2 separate regions of the Sus scrofa genome follow, and region 2 is linked to region 1. A link is a contact called in public Hi-C data. All regions are on one chromosome and are shown on one strand. Each heading gives the region's core, a stretch centred on a gene start, on an enhancer-like site or on the middle of the called end of the contact. The rest is flanking DNA. Distances are from core to core; before and after follow the strand shown. Region 1 overlaps PTPN3 (tyrosine-protein phosphatase non-receptor type 3). Region 2 overlaps PTPN3 (tyrosine-protein phosphatase non-receptor type 3).

What was found. A called contact is a pair of places that touch in the nucleus more often than the background predicts.
Region 2: a Hi-C map of liver shows a contact between it and region 1, with 2.1 times the contacts expected there. The contact joins two enhancer-like sites. A contact is called at or near these places in 5 of 47 Hi-C or Micro-C datasets (alveolar macrophages, embryonic fibroblasts, liver and 2 more).

The regions. Positions count from the first base shown.
Region 1 is chr1:250,491,559-250,494,258 of Sscrofa11.1, forward strand. It overlaps PTPN3 (tyrosine-protein phosphatase non-receptor type 3), which reads right to left. Exons shown (of 26, transcript XM_021067334.1): 5 at 1,892-1,970. Among named protein-coding and RNA genes, the nearest start is that of PTPN3, 90 kb to the right of the region's middle. Within about 2 kb of position 1,328, at least 22 of the 83 cell types and tissues checked have an H3K27ac peak or open chromatin away from gene starts, as enhancers often do. A contact at or near this core is called in liver and omental adipose tissue, where this site is marked.
Region 2 is chr1:250,559,670-250,562,369 of Sscrofa11.1, forward strand. All of the region lies in intron 1 of PTPN3 (tyrosine-protein phosphatase non-receptor type 3), which reads right to left. Among named protein-coding and RNA genes, the nearest start is that of PTPN3, 22 kb to the right of the region's middle. Within about 2 kb of position 1,307, at least 7 of the 83 cell types and tissues checked have an H3K27ac peak or open chromatin away from gene starts, as enhancers often do. A contact at or near this core is called in liver and omental adipose tissue, where this site is marked.

The sequences.
Region 1 (2,700 bases), core at 78-2,577:
TGGCTGTGGCGTAGACCAGGAGCTACAGCTCCGATTGGACCCCTAGCCTGGGAACTTCCATATGCCGCAGATATGGCCCAAAAAAAAAAAAAAAAAAAAAAAGCCCCAAAAAAGAGTGCTTTATACCTACTATTGTTTTCTGAAACATATGCTTCAGCAATTTATATATATATTTGTATCTATATATGTATATCTGTGTGATGCATTATAAAGCAAAAATACACATGTACTGTGGGGTTGTGATTTAAAAAAGGCCCCCTGGTTAAATCCGTCATAACATTTTTTGAGCATCCTTTGAACAGAACCTGATATTTAGTAATAACAGCCTGGGGAAATCCTAGCAGGGTCATTTCAAACATATTCTCTCAGCTCTCGCCACCACTTTGCTTCTGCTGGCTTATGAGCTGACCTGCAGGGCTGAGCGTGCCTACGCCACCCCTTAGTCCACCAGCATAACAAGCTGCTACGGGGACAACTCAAAGCACCAAGTGTACTTCCCGTGGTTACCCAACGGGTCACGTGGAACATCTTACATGGGCTTAAAATTTAACTTAATGGTAAACACAAGTCAAACCTCCAATGTCTTCTATCGCAGAGAGAAAAGGTGTACAAAGAAGACAAAACAGTAACAGACTAATATTTGGCCTTTACAGATTTCAAGTTAAAATGCCATCATGTGATTACCATTTTTTAAAAAAGGAGTTCCCATCGTGGCTCAGTGGTTAACGAATCCAACTAGGAACCATGAGGGTGAGGGTTCAATCCCTGGTCTTGCTCAGTGGGTAAAGGATCTGGCGTTGCCATGAGCTGTGTAGGTTGCAGACACGGCTTGGATCCCATGTTGCTGTGGCTGTGGCGTAGGCCGGGGGCTACAGCTCCGATTAGACCCCTAGCCTGGGGACCTCCATATGCCGAAGGAGCGGCTCAAGACAAGACAAAAAAAAAAGGAAAAAAAATACAAAACAGCACGCTCTGTCCAAGTTAATGTCACCTCCTTGGTGATGGCCTCAATGGCCACAGTGAACACAGGATGGGATTCACTAATCCTAACATTCACTGCTTTTTTTTTTTTTTTTTTTTTTCGTCTGGTGGAAGAGTTTCCCTCCTGAGCGAGGAAAAATAAACGTTTCAATAATAAAAGGGCTGGACACGTTGCCTGGGCGAGGGGAAGCAGAGGCCTGGAAGAGAGTTTGCTGAATCCGTGTTCAAACAGCAACAACTTCCCTGTGCCCGCCCCTCCATTCCAAACACGGGTCCCCACCCAGAAAACCCACGTGCCAGTGAAACACCAGAGCCAGGACCCAAGCCAAGCCCAGAGGGGTAAACAAGTCTTGCAGCCCTCTCTCCCTTATCTGGTTCACAGACTGCCTGCACCGCTGATTCACGGGGCGAGAAGCTGGCCCAGGCTGCTCTCCTTTGCAGCTCCTATCAACTGGGGATCTGAGAGAGAGTTCTTGGTTCAGAGGCCCCTTGATCTCCTAACGAGCTTAATTCCAGCCCTTCAGGGACCCTGTGCTATTTGCCCATCAGATGACTGTCTTACAAACTCCCCACCTGCAGGAGCAGGAAATCACTGCACACTCTGAACACAGGGGCTCAATACACAGGAGAGGCTGGTGGAGGGGAGGGGAGGGGAGGGGAGGGGAGGTGGTGGGTGGCAGTGTGCGGGGAACAGCACCCAGTCAGGAGGGGAGAGAAGGAGCCCAGAGACTGAAAACAAACACGCCGATGAAAATGTCAATACGTGTACCCCCACTTTTTACAGGGATCGTAACTCTTGGTGCGGTTATACCCACATGAAGTGTTTGGCCACAGTGATAAAGAGTACATTGTTAGTGGTTACTCATTTTTACCGACTAAATAGAAAACTTAAAAAAAAAAATGTGATTACCTGGTTTGTTCTTGCTGCAGTGTGTTGGGGTCAGGTATAAAAAATCTTACTCGAAAATGCAGGGTACAGGGGAAACCTCCTACAACATTTTTCAAAAACAAATTACATTTTTTCCCTTTAAAGAAAAGTCAATGTACGTAAGTGGCTACTCTTTCATAAATGACGCGTTTTTTTCACTAGACCACGGCTTTTTCCATCAATAAAACGACTAATTTCAAAACAGGAGTGCAGAAGTTAGTTAACTGTTCAGAAATCACCAAGTCCACAAGAAGTATGATATTTTTTTGCAACCTCAGCACAGAATGAGGTATGATCTACTTCCTATTACATGTTTAACTTTGGGACGTGTTCCAACAAGGCACTCCATTATCTGTACGAGGAACTTAAAAAATCCTTACTTCAGCAGATTACACAAAACTCACAAAGAAATAATCTCTCACATACAGAATGACTTCACACTTTCCAAATGTTTGCATGTACCTTCTTAAACACTGCCATGACTAGGAGCAGGCCAGGCTCCTGTCAGCTGCACAGTTGAACCAGTACGCCAACAGCGTTGGAGACGTGTTAAATGACATGCTTTAGGTCACACAGGTGGTGACAATACCAGAAGCACAGCACAGGGCCTTTTGATTCTGCATTGCCACATTTCAAAACCATTTTTATACTGAAAGACATTTCATGCTTTTCATGCAAAATGAATTCTAAAAATGATTAATACAGTAGCAAATATTACATGGCTAATACACACAATAATGGCTTTATGCAACGATACCAAGAGTCCATTCGCTTATAAAGATAAAATTAGC
Region 2 (2,700 bases), core at 57-2,556, 68 kb after region 1:
AGATGAGTCCCCTTAGGACTGTGTGGACCAGGGGGCAGTGTGGGGGCATCAGGCGTATGGTTCATAGGCAGCTATACACCCCGACTCAGGAGAGAGATGCATTTGTGAGGGTGTTGAAATCATGGGTTTGGTTTGCTATGTGGCCTGGTGCTTGAGCTGGTGTTTGCAGAAATGCTGAGGAGCCAGCCTCACGTGGGAGGCATGTTTTTGGAGCCCCAGAAGAATGCCGACATGGCCGGGGAAGAGCTTATCTAGGATGTCCCTGTGGGAAACATCCTGGTTCACTTTTGTGTTGCCAGAACTCTCCACGGCGCTGGGAGATTAGCACACGCTAGGCATCCTGGATGAATGAATGAATGAATGAATGAATGAGGTACCCTGGTCCTTTGGAACTCACAGGTGGAGAACCAACATCATTAAGCCCTCTGCCTGTGGTGACTCTGCAGGTTCACGTTCTGAATTAACCAAATCAGCTTTCCCATAATTCCACACTTCCCAGAGATCCCCAGGTGATTTCTAGAATCACTCTGGGGACTTCCTGAAACTGCAGATTCCCGTGCCTCCTAGATAGAGATTTTGATTTAGGAGGTCTGGGCTGGAGCCTGGCAATCGGCTTCTGAAACAAACTCTTGAAGTGGTTCTGATGCGGATGCAACGTGGATGAAATCTGGGGGGAAAACCACTTGGGCTGGATATTCCCCGTTTCCCCATCCAGATCTGCTCCGTACTTTCATTCACTCTGTTCTGGCACCAGGGAAGCTGCCTTCCTTGGCCCGCACCCCCCTTCTCCTCTTCTCCCCCCCCCCCCCCCCCCCCCCCCCCCCCCCCCCCCCCGGCTCCTTTGGCCTCTGGCTTCCGCTTGGGTTTGACCAGTGGAGGGCAGCAGCAGGAGATGGGTGGCAGGAGCAAGGTGGGCGTTGATTTCCCCAGTCTTTTCTCTCTTCCAAGCTGTGGTTTGGCAGGGGCCGCCTCCGCAGCTCTTGCTGGGCAGCCCCTCCCTGCTGGCTGCAGCTCTGGCCAAGGGCTGCACCAGCTCCCTTCCTTCACCCCGTCAGGCCCTGGCCCAGTAACAACTTCCCAAGCACCTAGCCTCTGGGTGCTTCGCCATCATCATTTGCCTTCACCTCACCCAGACCTCGAAACAATCTTCTCATTACATGCTCTTCAGTTACCTCTTTGCGTGTGCTCTCTGCTTCCTGCCAAGGCAGGAAAACAAAAACACAAACATTGACTGGAAAGAGGCAGGAATTCTGGGCCCAGTTCAGTTCAGTTCAGTTCAATTCAGCAAACATTTACCGAGCGAGGTCCTCTGAGTCCAGCTCTGTGCCAGGAACTGAGGCTACAGAAAGTGACTCAGGCCCAGGACCTGCCTGCAGAGAGCTCACAGCCTAACGGGAGGTAGAGCCCCAGAATGCAGGGTGATGGTGGCATAACTGGGGGTGACATTGGAAGGGCAGGGGGAAACTACTATGCCAGGAGTGGCAGGTAACAAGAGGCTTCCCAGGAGAGGTGGTGACACGTGGGCTTTGGGTGGGCAGCGAAAGGATGAGAAAAGAACAATTCAGGAAGAGATAGAATCACGAAGATGTGAGTGGCTGCTGAAAGGAGGAACAGAGGCTGGATCTTCACACCTGCTCTGCTGGAAGGCAGAGGGATAGATGCTTTAGTCTTAAGATGTGCCATATTCCCCGGGGATGGGTGCTGGTCAGGGTGCCTCTGCTTCCAGGTGATCTGTATGCTCTGGGGGGGGGGGCTCTCCCATCTTTTCCAAACTGCCTGATAGGGGCTCTTTCCTTCTTTTCTTTTTCCCTCCTTCCTTCTTTCCTTCCCTTCTTTATTCCTCTCTTTTCTTTTTTCTTTCTTTCCTTCCTTCCTTCTTTTTCTTTTTCTTTCTTTCTTTCTTTCTTTCTTTCTTTTTCTCTTTCTTTCTTTCTTTCTTTCTTCCTTTCTTCCTTTCTTTCTCTCTATCCACTGCACCCACAGCATGGACACTCCCAGGCCAGGGATCAAGCCCAAGCCACAGAGGTGACCCAAGCTATAGCAGTGACAAGGCTGGATCCTTAATTGCTAGGCCACCAGGGAAGTCTCATGGGCACTTTCCCTCCTAAAGCAGGTTTAATTCAGCAGCCTGCCAAGGATCCCCTGCCACCCCCAGAAGGGGGTCTTAGAAGAAATGAGGGTGACCGGGTGGAGTATTGGGTCTGAGGTCCATGAGTTAAGACAAAAGAAAAGCTCTGGCTTGTACGTACAACAGACACCCCCCACCCCTGCCCCCCAATTTGGGACGCCTAATTCCACAAACTATCTCCACTGACTTTAAAGGGAGATGAGTCTGGCAAACTCCTCTTCATCCTTCAAAAGCCAACTGAGATTTCACCTCCTTCAGGAAGGCTTCCCGGAACCCCCTACCTAGTGCTCGTTCTCTTTATTCACCGTCGCCTCTGGTACATTTGTGTGACCACCAGCCTGTCTCCCTTACTTGACTACTAATCCTCAAGTACATGGCTTTCATTGATTTGTCTTTCTCTCCAGGACCCTGCACTGGGCCTTGGGCCTAACAGGGCATCAGAAAATCCTTGTTGACTTGACCTAAAAGGAATTCTTGCTGTACTAGGAGAAGTAATAATCATAGCGATAGTATCAGCGATTTGAAGAATGAGGAAACTGTGGCCCAGGGCAGTGAAGGGACTTGCTCACAAT